Regions from separate parts of the Zea mays genome. Here region 2 is linked to region 1. The links are chromatin contacts, called in public Hi-C maps. All regions are on one chromosome and are shown on one strand. The core of a region is the stretch at or near the end of the contact, and the rest is flanking DNA. Distances in the headings are between cores, read along the strand shown. Region 1 holds the start of LOC103637341 (protein ROOT HAIR DEFECTIVE 3). Region 2 has its middle 4.7 kb from the start of LOC103636024.

Evidence for each region. Hi-C and Micro-C count contacts between places; a contact is called where the count stands out from the background.
Region 2: a contact with region 1 is called in a Hi-C map of ear, with 2.3 times the contacts expected there. The contact joins the enhancer-like site here to the promoter of LOC103637341 in region 1. A contact is called at or near these places in 5 of 25 Hi-C or Micro-C datasets (ear, endosperm, leaf and 1 more).

What each region holds. Positions count from the first base shown.
Region 1 is chr8:142,729,651-142,736,170 of Zm-B73-REFERENCE-NAM-5.0, forward strand. It overlaps LOC103637341 (protein ROOT HAIR DEFECTIVE 3), which reads right to left and starts at 4,853. Exons shown (of 23, transcript XM_008659560.3): 1 at 4,646-4,853; 2 at 3,630-3,784; 3 at 3,472-3,538; 4 at 3,257-3,359; 5 at 2,767-2,837; 6 at 2,608-2,671; 7 at 2,425-2,490; 8 at 2,283-2,330; 9 at 2,135-2,197; 10 at 1,997-2,053; 11 at 1,748-1,906; 12 at 1,601-1,669; 13 at 1,429-1,520; 14 at 1,056-1,134; 1 more. The coding sequence starts at 3,777.
Region 2 is chr8:142,773,159-142,779,486 of Zm-B73-REFERENCE-NAM-5.0, forward strand. No RefSeq gene overlaps it. Among protein-coding and RNA genes, the nearest start is that of LOC103636024, 4.7 kb to the left of the region's middle. Within about 2 kb of position 4,608, at least 18 of the 20 cell types and tissues checked have an H3K27ac peak or open chromatin away from gene starts, as enhancers often do. A contact at or near this core is called in ear, endosperm, leaf and 1 more, where this site is marked.

The DNA of each region.
Region 1 (6,520 bases), core at 3,603-6,102:
AACCTAGGAATGTATGCTGCTAGTTTATACAAACCGGCATCCATTTCTATTCTAGATTAATGTTTCCAACATACCCCAGAGCTGACTGGCTGGCAATGAAAAGAAGTATGTTTTCTACTGAAGTGGATCACTACCAAGATAAGAAATAAAGATTAACAATCCTGAAAACATACCTTCAGATCCTCTATCAAACTTCTCCAAGAAAGTTTCAGTACAATTGCAAGCTGCAACAGCAAATCCCTCCTTTTCTAGGGCCTTGCCAAAGTACTCCTTAAATGCTTCTAAAGTTCTAGTGTGTAAGTGACCTAGAAGAGATTGATAGGCAGGATTGACAAGCTACAAAGACGAGGAAGGCATTGGTGCAAATAAAATGTTAGTAACCAGCAGAATGAAAAATAAACCAAAATGCAAAAAAATCAGGCTGGAAAGTTGGGAAAATGCAAGCAAATATATATTTAAGAATCATGCCAGGAAAATGAATACACAAAAAACATAGTGGGTACTACTAACTTAGATAAAAAGTTCCCACTCTTCCACTAACCAGTTACAAAACATGGTACTAACAAGTGTACATCACTATTTGCTCCCAAGATTAAATCCCAGATTTATAGTTTTGTTTATGACAGTGGACAGATACATGAGTCACACCATAAATACCTATGCTAACTCTTGAACTCAGTTTATATGTATGTTGATTTGGACACAGTCACACATGTCAGCGAGAAGTTCAAACTTTGGCTACAACATATGAATAATAACCGAGATTGGCCAAATGGAAGTAATATGAATATGTTCATCATCAAAACGATACTCTCATCATACATTATTTGCAGTGTTCACCAGCATATAGTGCTAGTAGTAGCAAATGTCACCCCATGAAGACTATTCACATCCAAAATGACATACATTCATAAACAGATGGAGTGTGTATTTGTACATGAGAATTTCATAAATAAAAGTAAGTGAAGCAAGTGTGGATAAGTACAATTTATTTCAAAACTCATACGATGGATCAAATGTACTTGAGATACAATAGTTCAAAAGTACGACCGAACCTGTAACAGTTTAGACTCAAGTTGTTGTCTTTTCGAGCTTCTGACACCTTCATCAAAATAAATAGCCTCCATGTCATACCTGTGACCAAAGAACAAAATCATCATAAAAGGAATGAATCTTTTTTCCCGGATACCTTCAATATTTATGCCAAGAATTGTGCGCGTAAAACGCATAATTTATCTACAACAAATGGATAGCCTACTAGCCTACACTCAGCTGCTTTGCAGGTATTGTTGGTTCCAAGAGTTCTAAAGACAAATGGGAGTATTTATCTTGAATAGACTTGTAAGGAGTCAAAAACATCATCTAAATCATGGGGATCCCATGAGAAGAAAAATAACAGAGTACTCAGAAGACAACCAATAAACTCACTCTGATAAACATCTATCCAGAAGGCTGCTGAGCTTCTTCCCAAACCCAGTAACAAAGTCATGTTGGACAGCCTCCTCAAATTGTTGCCATTCCTTCACACAGAAATCATATAGAATCAGTTCTTGAAGGAATCTATGATCCACAAATCATGTATGATATGTATTGTAATCACCTCATCAGCTATAAAGCTGGTAACTTTCTCATTACCAATTTCCTCACAACGTACAGTAGCCACCATAACCTGAAGTGAAGCATAAAAAAAAAAGTTAAGGTATATTATGTTGATAGCTTAAATTGGAAAACAATGGATGGTACTCACTTTATGAGCAGGCAAATCAAGATCTTTGTTCTCCTTGATGACTTTCCAAAATTGCTGGGAACTAAATGAGAAACCTGAAGCTGGGACAACACCACGACGATCCCCAGCAAGTCCACCAGGGGCAATTGAATGCTGAAACCTATCTCTTAAATCAGAAACCTACAGAGAGAATTGTTTACAATTAAAAATAATCCCAGCAAAATCTGCAAGGAGCATACTTTTCACAATTTACATTTCATATACACCAACCTGCTGTTTGAATAACTCTTCTTTTTCTTCATAACTCGACAGTGCGACAACTTGAACCTGGATGTGAAAATTAAATGAACTTTTAGCGAACTTCAGTATAAAACATGTGTCGAAGAAAGGTTAAGTCATGATTTTTACATCGAAAAATTCACTAATTGGAGTTTCTTTATGGGCATGGGGTTTCGGAACAGCATCCCATATCTGCAGCAAAAATGTATACAGCTTATTATAGGCCACAAAAACACAAATGTCTCAAAAGAAAACAGGGTATCAACAAAACACATACCTTCTGAATGTCTTCCCTTAGAATTGGCTCAAGATTTTCTAGGGGTGTCTGCAAGAAACCAAAAGGAGCCAATAGTTAGTATACAAGAAATCAAATGTGAAAAGGAAAGTAGATTGTTCACATGTAACAAGCAAGCCCTTACCCTTGATTTGTCACGTATAACAAACAACAATGTTGTTTTGCGAGGACTGAACAACCTCATCATGACCTACACATATGAAGAAAGAAAATCCCAAGGTAAATACCTCAAATGCTAATTCACATCCAGAATAGACAAAATATGGTCAAAAAAGTTGCATCAAAATAAAACTCATAAACAACTTGCCTGGAAAACAGTCTTCAAAAGAGGCTTGTTTGCAGCCTGTTCTCTGCCAATGTCATGACACCACCTATACAGGAAAACAAAAGAATTTTGAGTTGCACAAGGGGATAATAGGTCCAAGATTCCAAGTCCAACAACGATCGCTTCACTAAACAAACTTACATATTAATCAACACAATGTCCGAAACGGCCAAAGCAAACAATGCACTTTGCTTCTCAAATGCTGTATCATCCTGAAATATCATGCGTATGAATTATCAATTATGCATCAACAATTCAGTATAATGTGGAGTATTAGCTCCATAACACAAAATGTAATTTTGGGAAGGATCAGTTTCAGCAAAATTCAACTTATTACAAGATGAGATGAGGCTTACTCAACAATATGAGGCTCCACTATAATAAATTAATAATAAATTAATAATTTTAAATTAATAGAGAGTAATTAAGAGGCTCCACTATACAATATGCCACAGCAAAGTTCAGGATGCAGAAGATACTTGGGATATCAAAGAAACTTTGTTTCAGATTTATAATATAAGGAAAAAAACTTATAGGAACAAGTACAATTAAGCATATGGTCTCTCTGACACCAGTAGCACCACATCAAAACCAAACCACATCAAAATTGGAGGTATGCTAGTTTTATTACCTCTCCCCTCTCTCTTCCATCAGTTCCTTCCAAATCCATTACAAGGGTGCACGGTTCAATATTCTGGGCCTTCGCTAGCCATATACCTTTGGTAGTCTGTGACCTGATGGTATCAAAAAAAATACTAAATAAGGTAAAGAAGAACAGGCTGCACCAGAGCCAAGAAGGCTTGTAATGAGAAATGGAAGATAAATCAGAAGGGACTAGAAACATGCCTTCCTCTGAAGGCATCCATCTCCCTAAAATTGGTGCCAAAAAGATGATTCAAAAGTGTACTTTTCCCTACAAGAAAATGAGAGAAACCATGGTGTAATCAGACAAAGGAAGCATGCAGTGAACAGAATCAAAACAACGGAAAAGAGAGACACCATACCACTACTTTGCGGGCCCATTATTGATACAACAGCATAGGACAGCCCGCATTCACCCAATCTGACATCCTTCATGAAGTTCTCCAATCCGGAGACGTTGAAGATCCCATCTCCATCAATTAGCTGTGTTGAGAAACACGCATCACCCATTTATGCTCTGCAGAATTCAAAAATGAATAAACCACCACATCCAAAATCAGAAGGAAAAAACGAATTAAAAGCAATATGATTGCAGCATTCGCCTGCTTCCAGCATTTCCCCCCAAAATAAAATTGAAAATAGTTGATTAGCGTAAGTCCTTAGTGAATAATATCAGCACAAGAAGAAATATATTGGACTTTTAAGGAGAAGGCTATCAGACTGTACTGGTGAATAATCAGGTACTTTTCATACTGCACGATCAAATAATTATTGGCAGATTTTTGTGTACACCATACAAAAACCAACTCGATGGACCTTTGTTTTGTGGCCCATGCCTCAGAATTCCGGTAGAGATCAGCAGTATTAAATTGGGTAGAAACTGCATAACAGCAATGTTACTGTACAAAGGGTGCAAATTGATGGATATCTGCGCTAACTACGCTTCTCCTTAGGTCATCTACGGCTGAATACTGCAATTATTACTAAAGATCGCACAGGGTACAGTATCAGCGTCGGGTTACCACGAGAGCGTGGAGCTCAGCTGAACCCCTCGAGAATCTGGTCATGGGGAAAGTAAATACTTGTTCTACAAAGCGCACAAGCAAATCTGCCACAAGCCGAGGGATCCATCGTCCATCCCAGGAAGGGAGATTTGGATTTGAGGGTTCACAGCGAGAAGTTTCTGCAGACCAAAACAAGCAAGAAAACTAGGGCGTCCTAACCAACACAACCAGAGAAAGTTTGGGACGGATCTCCACCCCTGCGCCGGCGGCGTCCAGGGAGGCCTGCAGCACAGGTAGATAGGCACCAGGCGCGGACGGGAGGAAGGCAAGAAAATTCAATCTGATCGGGGAAAGAGGGGAGAAGGGACACGGACCGTGTGAAGATGGTGCCGGGGCTCGCGCGTCGGCCGGTGTGGGGGTCGGCGTCGGCGATGGCGGAGGCGGGGGAAGGGGGAAGGGAGAGGAAAGGGGGAGAGACCGGGGAGGTGCACGAAGGCGTGTGCGCTTTTATTGGAAGGTGGGTGATTGTAATTTTCGAAAAGCAGAAGAGCATGGGGTATGGGTAACAAGTAAGGCCGTAAGGGCTTGAGTGTGCAACCCAACAAGGCTTAAAATGACGCAAACTAATGTCCTAAAAATTAAAATACTATATTATTTAGTGCCTAAATCATGTATTTTAGTAATTAAATTACATTATGAGAAAAGAAAGTGTTAAAAATTAGAAAATAAGAATAGGGCACTAGTCTAAGGTGTAGTATATTTGGGTCACTTGATGTTGTGACTTATATTTATTTGATAAAATTTTGTAAGATATACATTGTTGGAGCTGTGTTTTTATGTGTTGAGCCCTATATTTTAAGATAAGACACTGATTTAAGACATTGTTGGAGATGCTCTAAGGTGGTGTTTAATACCATATCGGATGTTTAGATATTAGTTAGAATCATTAGATAGAGTCAAATTATAAAACTAATTATAAAGATGAGGAGTAAACAATAAGATAAATCTATTAAGCTAAATTAGTTCATGATTCGTCCACGTGATGCTACAGTAAACATTTGATAGCCATATACCATTTAGATTTAATAAATTCGTCTAGACATTTATCTTCATATATGTAATTAGTCTTATAATTTGAATATATTTAATACGCATAATTGACATTCAAATGTCCAATGTGATACAAACCAAACGTAAACTTTAGTAAGAGAAACCAAACACCCCTAAAAGCTCCTTTGGAACAAAGAAAATATCAAGATTTTTAAGGGTTTCTCTACAGGAACATTTTCTATATAAGCCTTAAAATTCCTTTGAATTTCTTTCCTCCATACAAGTTTTGGAGAGAGAAAACAAGAGGACCAACCTCTTGGAAACTTCTGTATGGCTCATGTCTCTCAATTCAAATTCCTGCGTAACATCCAAAGGTTAGGTGAGAAATATTCTTGAATTCTTCCTTCTTATAGGATTGTATTTCATAGCTAACCCTAATCTTGTGTTTTCATATTTCTGTGTTCCCAAGGGGCCTAAACATGTAACTAGGGATGACGGCAAGTAAGATACCCAGGAGGGTGAGAGCACCTAGAGGGGGGTGAATAGGTGATCCTATAAAACTTGAATTTTAACTCACAAAACTTGATTAGGAGTTAGCACAAATAATACCAAGTGGCTAGAGAGGAGTCTCAACAAAACACAATAACCACAAGAGATCAATCACAGAGATGGCACAGTGGTTTATCCCATGGTTCGGCTAAGACCAACGATTGCCTACTCCACGTTGTGGCGTCCCAACGGACGAGGGTTGCAATCAACCCCTCTCAAGCGATCCAAAGATCCACTTGAATACCACGGTGTTTTGCTTGCTTTACTATATCCCGTTTGCGAGGAATCTCCACACTTTGGAGTCTCTCGCCCTTACACTTGAAGTTCACAAAGAAGCACGGAGTAAGGGAGGGATGAGCAACACACTCAAGACACAAAGATCACAGCAACACCACGCACACAAATCGCAACAAGAGCTCACAACACAACTCAATGAGTTCACAACTCAACTAGAGCTCTAATTGCTATCGCAAAGAATCAAAGGCGCGGAATCGATGTCTTAGTGCTTAGGAATGCTTAGAGGATGCTTGGTGTACTCCTCCATGCGCCTAGGGGTCCCTTTTATAGCCCCAAGGCAGCTAGGAGCCGTTGAGAGCATTCCAGGAAGGCAAATCTTGCCTTCTGTCGCCTGGCGCACCGGACAGTCCGGT
Region 2 (6,328 bases), core at 3,358-5,857, 43 kb after region 1:
ACTGTGCTGGTTGTCACATATCCGAATGACCATCCTAGGCACAACCACAAACCAAAAAGGGGTGATTAAAATAGGCTTCATGTGGGGAGAGGGTTAGCTCAAAGTAGACACTTGTAGCAGCCTTCATTGCTCAGTGCCATGCATTTTAGAAAAGGTTGAGCATCATTGCCCCTCATCACTCATCAGCAGTTCAGCATTCCTTTCACAAAATTGGACCCTACCAACAATCTAAAACTGCATTAGCAGTCAACACCAAGATTTCGATCCGAAAAGGCAAGGGGAGCAAAAGCATTCCTTTCACAAAATTGGACCCTGCCAACAATCTAAAACTGCATTAGCAGTCAACACCAAGATTTCGATCCGAAAAGGCAAGGGGAGCAAAAGCATTCCTTTCACAAAATCGGACCCTACCAACAATCCAAAAGTACACACCACTTAAATGTTTATGAAGACTTACTTAGGCAAGCAACCCGTAAAATTTTTCAGAAATAAAATACAAATAGCAACACTATGAGAACAGACAAGTGATAAGTCTGTAAAACACAAAAAAGGCTCAGAATCACCCTTATTCTACCATGCAAACCGACTTCTCACTTCTCTTGTAGCACCACCTAATCACCTCAATGTAAGTGGAACTGTGCTGGTTGTCACATATCCGAATGACCATCCTAGGCACAACCACAAACCAAAAAGGGGTGATTAAAATAGGCTTCATGTGGGGAGAGGGTTAGCTCAAAGTAGACACTTGTAGCAGCCTTCATTGCTCAGTGCCATGCATTTTGGAAAAGGTTGAGCATCATCGCCCCTCATCACTCATCAGCAGTTCAACATTCCTTTCACAAAATTGGACCCTACCAACAATCCAAAATTTCATTAGCTGTCAACACCAAGATTTCAATCCGAAAAGGCAAGGGGAGCAAAAGCATTCCTTTCACAAAATTGGACCCTGCCAACAATCCAAACTGCATTAGTAATGTAAAAGTGATGAGAACTTTATCTAATAGCATGTAATAGCAAGGAAAACAATGGTTTATTAAAAGTAGCATGTAATAGCATCACCACTTAAATGTTTATGAAGACTTACTTAGGCAAGCAACCCGTAAAAATTTTCAGAAACAAAATACAAATAGCAACACTGTGAGGACTGATAAGTGATAAGTCTGTAAAACACATAGTTTCAAGTACATGAAAATACAAGATAAACAAGTTAACCAGATTCAGAGTTTCCTTTGCAAAAGGACAATCATATGGCGCCTAGGGGGACTGGTGCCCTCATTCTAAAATACCATGTTGCAATGTCTCAAAGATCATAACAAAAACCATGCATATATGAAACCTAAAATTAAATGTAGTTGCAAGAATTCAGTTTGTTCATATTTGATCACTCCATTAAAAACAGAAATGTAACCTAGGATTGAGAAGCACATGATTAAGTGTGACAATGAGGTTTGCGACGTGATTTTAGTCTGCGACTATGATCTTGCTTTTTTAAAACTCAATTAAACAAACAATGAATCAAGAAAGACATATGATCTGAAATTGATCTAGCTGTGTCAAACTTTAAGCTGTGAGAGAGGTCAGAGTTCATTTCTGTTTTCTATGAAGTGTACAATCACTCGGGTTGCTATTGAATTATTTTCTCAGATGATGGTATGACACCAGAACACAACTTTTGATGGAGGATGAAAATTAAAAAGATTAGTGCGTACAAGAAGGCAAGAGAAGACAATAGTAAAGTACTGTCACTGCGAGAGCACCACTAATAGTAAAGTACTGGACATTGCAAATGCCCGTTACTACTGCCTTCTCTTGCGTGCTACTGAAGGATGGGCGGCGTACCTGGCTGTAGTCTTCCTGGGAGAGCGCCGAGAAGGATGGGAGTTGGTGCCTCACCAACGCATGACATTTTATCGCCTCAATGATGTCGTCGATGCAAACCTTGCCCCAGAGCCTTGATTGAAGGTTAGGACGCGTGGATTGCGCGGGCGAGGCCGATCGGGTGCGACGCGAGACTTTGGGGAGGGAGTAAATCGCATGACATCTGCTGATTAGCAAACACCAGAACATATCTCTACTATATTAAAAGCAGCTCACATAAGGGTATTGCAACAACCAAACTGGAATTTTAACTTCTATTTTAGAAGGAAAGAAAACAATGTACTAACAGTGGGATTAGTGACAAGGTCATCACCGACAATATGTAGTTGCTCTCCAATTTCTTCAGTCATCTTAGCATAGCGAACCCAGTCGTCCTGGACACCTAGTCAAAAGTATCTTCAATCGAAATAGTGAGTGTCAAAAAACCTTTCTCATATTCTAAAATTTTAAATACAAACTAAGTAATGAAAAATAGCATAGGTAGTCAGGTAAATCTTCTTGGAATGATGAGCCAACAACACCTCAAGTTGGCGGCTGCATTCCAAAGAAATAGCATAGGCAGAATACATGTATTAGTATTACACTTCGATAAGAATGATTCGAATACAAAAAAGCTAAATTTAGGGTTCATGTGCTTAATTTGCACAACAGGGAGGGAATACAGGGATCCAAATACTAAACAAAAATACTCACGATTTGCTTGGCTCCTGCCCAGTCCACTTTGATCCAATCTCCACTTCGACTCCTCCCCATTCCACACTGTGTCAGATCCATGGCGGCGCTCAACCTCCGCCATTAGCAGCTGCCAACAGCAAATCATGAGAGGGGGGAGGGTGGTGTGTGAAAACTAACATGATGCTACTACCAAAAATGGGGGAAACGAACCAAAAATAGGGGGAGAAACAAACCTCCTCGTGGGTTGTCTACGCCGAGTCCGGAGTCGCACAACGTCTGCTGCCATGAGAGCTCCCACTGTGCCGAGTGTGGAAGCGCACTCGTAGTAGCTTGGAGGAACAAGAACCAACAGCAAATCATGAATCAAGAAGAAGCAGATCGGGTTCCAAGAACTCATCGGGATTGTGCATTCGTCGCGTGTATGAGCAGCGACGGACTCACCCTTGTGTGGGCAGCCGCAGGGTGTGTCCGCCGGTGTGCAGGGCAAGGTGCGCGCATGGTGGAGCATGCCCCTATGTGGGCAACCACTGACGGCATCGCGGACGGCTTCGTTGTAGTCGTTGCGGTTCCCTCGGCGGCATCACCATGAGGAGCGATGGAGTGTGATATGCCCGAAGCGCTCATGCCACCGCCACGCCGTGTCCACGCGCCGAGCAGTAAGGCACACAGGGTGCGTGATGTCGAGTCGGATCGAGTAGAGCCGGTTGGGGGAGCGACGCACTCGAGCATGGAGGCGTCGGCGTTCGTCGCGGATCCGCATGACCCCCTTATCGACATGGATGTCGTACCCATCCTCGTCCAACTGCCCAACGGGCACGGACCTCTCGAGCGGGGTGGGGGAGGCGGCTGTCGTAGGTGTTGGGGTGGCGATGGCCGCTCGGGGGAGGCGGCCCCTCCTCTTCTCCATTCGAACTTCTCTCTTTGCTCCTCTTCTCTCTTTGCTCCTCGGGGTGGAGCAACGCCTGGTGCCTGTCGGGGGTGGAGACCGCACGACGAGCAGGGGCACCGGATCCGGGGAGGAGGGGCGGGGGTGCCGAGGCAGGTCGTCTCGCCGGAAGTAGAGCACGACAGCGTTGGCGGTTGAGGAGTTTTAGGGTTCGAGGCGGGTGAGGGCGGCAGGGCTTTGTTGGGCGACCCGCTCACGATGTCTGCGCGGGGGGCGCCTGTCGCGGCGAGCGCCATGGGGGGTGGGGGAGGGAGCTCTGGCGACACGGGTAGATGCGGGCGGGGCACGGTGAAGGTGCAGCATTGATGGGAGACGGCGAGACGCGACGCGGGGATTGGGGAAGGGGATGACTCCGGCGGCGAGCTACTGGTCTCAGAGGAAGGGCCGCCGCCGCGCCGGAGAGCGTGCTGATGAGATTCTCGGAATGGAGTGGAGGTGAACGATCCGCGGGAGAGCGGCGGACTGGAGGGGAGGCAGGGAGGCGGCGGCTCACGCGGGGTGGGGGAGTGGGAGGCGGGGGGACGAACGTGGGGTGGGCGGATGAACGGTGTAGATTTACGGAAGCGAGTGGACGGTGCAGATTGGCTGAAGGCAGAACCAGGGGAGGCAGCCTACCCCTTAGAGCCTTAATAGGTAGTATAGATTAGCTAGTTTGTTGTCTAAAAACAATATTGAGTAATTATTAATAGGCCGCCTCGTCATACTCTAATGGGTATTTGGTTTGAGTAATGAGCTAGTCGATCATCTTCTCACTCCTAACTTTTTTTGTTTGGTTTTGTGGAATGGAATAAGTTGATATATCACCACTTTATTCCTCATAGTTAGTTAATTAATACGAATATGTGCAATAAAGTTATCCTACCAAATTTGAGAAATGAACCAATGGTACATCACTTTATTTTGAATGGAGTGGTTCCTCAAACCAAACACCCCACAAATCTTTCGTCATAAGCTTTGGAATCTATGTACAGAAGGTAGCTATCAGTCGAAAACACGGCCCTGCCGCGGATCCGAAGCAGGCCATCCTGACAGCGAGCCGAGTGGACGGTGGCGGTGACAGCGCATCATGACATGGGCCGCTTTGGAATTGGCAGGGAAAAGGCGCGGGGAATAAAGCAGCTGCGATGTGTCCATATCGACGTTGCCACAGCGAAGCGTTGCAGATCTCCTCCTCCTCGCTCCGGGCCGGGCGGCTGGCGGTGGCGCACGCGAGTTCCTACGGCGCGGCGTCCTCTCGGCGGGACAGCCTCCTCGTGCGCACGCCCAACTGCCTAGCCTTGTCTTATTCCGGATCCATGGGATTGGGTCGATGATAATAAACACCAAATCTATAGATAGATCATTTATTATGCTCAGTTCTATTTAAGTTTGCGTTGCCGTTGCACATTCGTATATACTATAAGGGTGGGTATGTATGTATGTATGTATTATTATCTTCACCAGATACTACTAGTTAGTGAGTGCTAAATAACGCCCGCCTTAGCCACGAAGGAAATAAGTGACTACTAGATAAGTAACATCACATGCCATCCGTTTTTTTCCTCATATCTTGCTGTCACGCAAAGCATTATCAGCAACAAAAAAGCAAGCAACGTATCTGCTGCCTGTCGTACGTTGACCAGACCTTTTCTTTTTCTTATCTAACAAAAAAAGAATCCGTTGATGAGAGATTTCTTTTTGTGGAAAAAAAAAGACGCTGGCTGGAGCAGCAATAGACAGCAGAGCCATTTCATTGATTTTCGCTGTCGGCCCATTAGTACTCCTAGGCCGCCGCGTTGGGCTGGACCTGTCCATCCATGATAACCAAGGAAAGGAAACAAACGGTGCGGGCCTTGTTGGGCCAGCCTTTACCTGCTACCTACTCAATTCCCGAATCCAGTTCATCGCTACGCACAGTATACCACGACAACAACACGCGTAGCAGCGTTCGAGACATCTTCTTTTGCTATTCTCTCCGTCACCAAATTAAAATGATCCTTGCTTTTAAGAAATCGAGCGGTTCAATAATCACCACCTGATGGTCGTGACTATTACTAGCGAGTAGCCACACATATTTATTGCGAATATAACCGATTTTTTTATTTTAGTCCTTTTTTCAAAATAAATTGATTGACGTTTAGACCCCTGACCGAATTATTTTCTGTTTTGGACTTTTTGCTCGACGTCATAGGTCGTGGCGTCGATGAAACATAGCTCGGCGCCATAGACTATGGCACCGAAGCGTGACGTGGCAGCGTCGGCGAGGGCTGTCGTGGCGCCGACGTGGCACCCTAGTCTGGCACCACAATCTTGGTGCTGAGCTAAGATTTAAGTGCTTCTGCCCTTTCCTTTCTCCATTCTTTCCTTTCCCCTCTCTCACTGCCCGACCGCCCCTTTCGACGTCGCCGCCCTCCCCAGCCCGACGCGCCGCCTGGCCGCGGCCCCACACCTCGGCCGCCCGCCTCACCGGCCCGACGCACCGCCCTATCTCGACCGTCACACCGCCCGGTGAGTTAGTAGCTAGTTCGTTAGTAGTTAGTTAGTAGCTAGTGGTTAGTTAGTAACTAGTGGCGTATTGTCTTAGTGTTTAGTTAATGGTTAGTTAGTAACTAGTGGTTAGTTACTATTAATTTAGTTTAGTACTTAGTATTGTATTATCTTAGTGTTTTTATATTTAGTTAGTAGTTTAGTATTATTTTATTACTAAGGATATAGTTAGATACCTATTTAGTTGTTAGTGTATATAGTTAGCTAGCTATTTAGTTGTTAGTATATGTACATAGAATGTTTATGTTAACCATCGATATGTTTAGCTAATGGTTAAACATATCGCTCGTTTGTAACCAGATG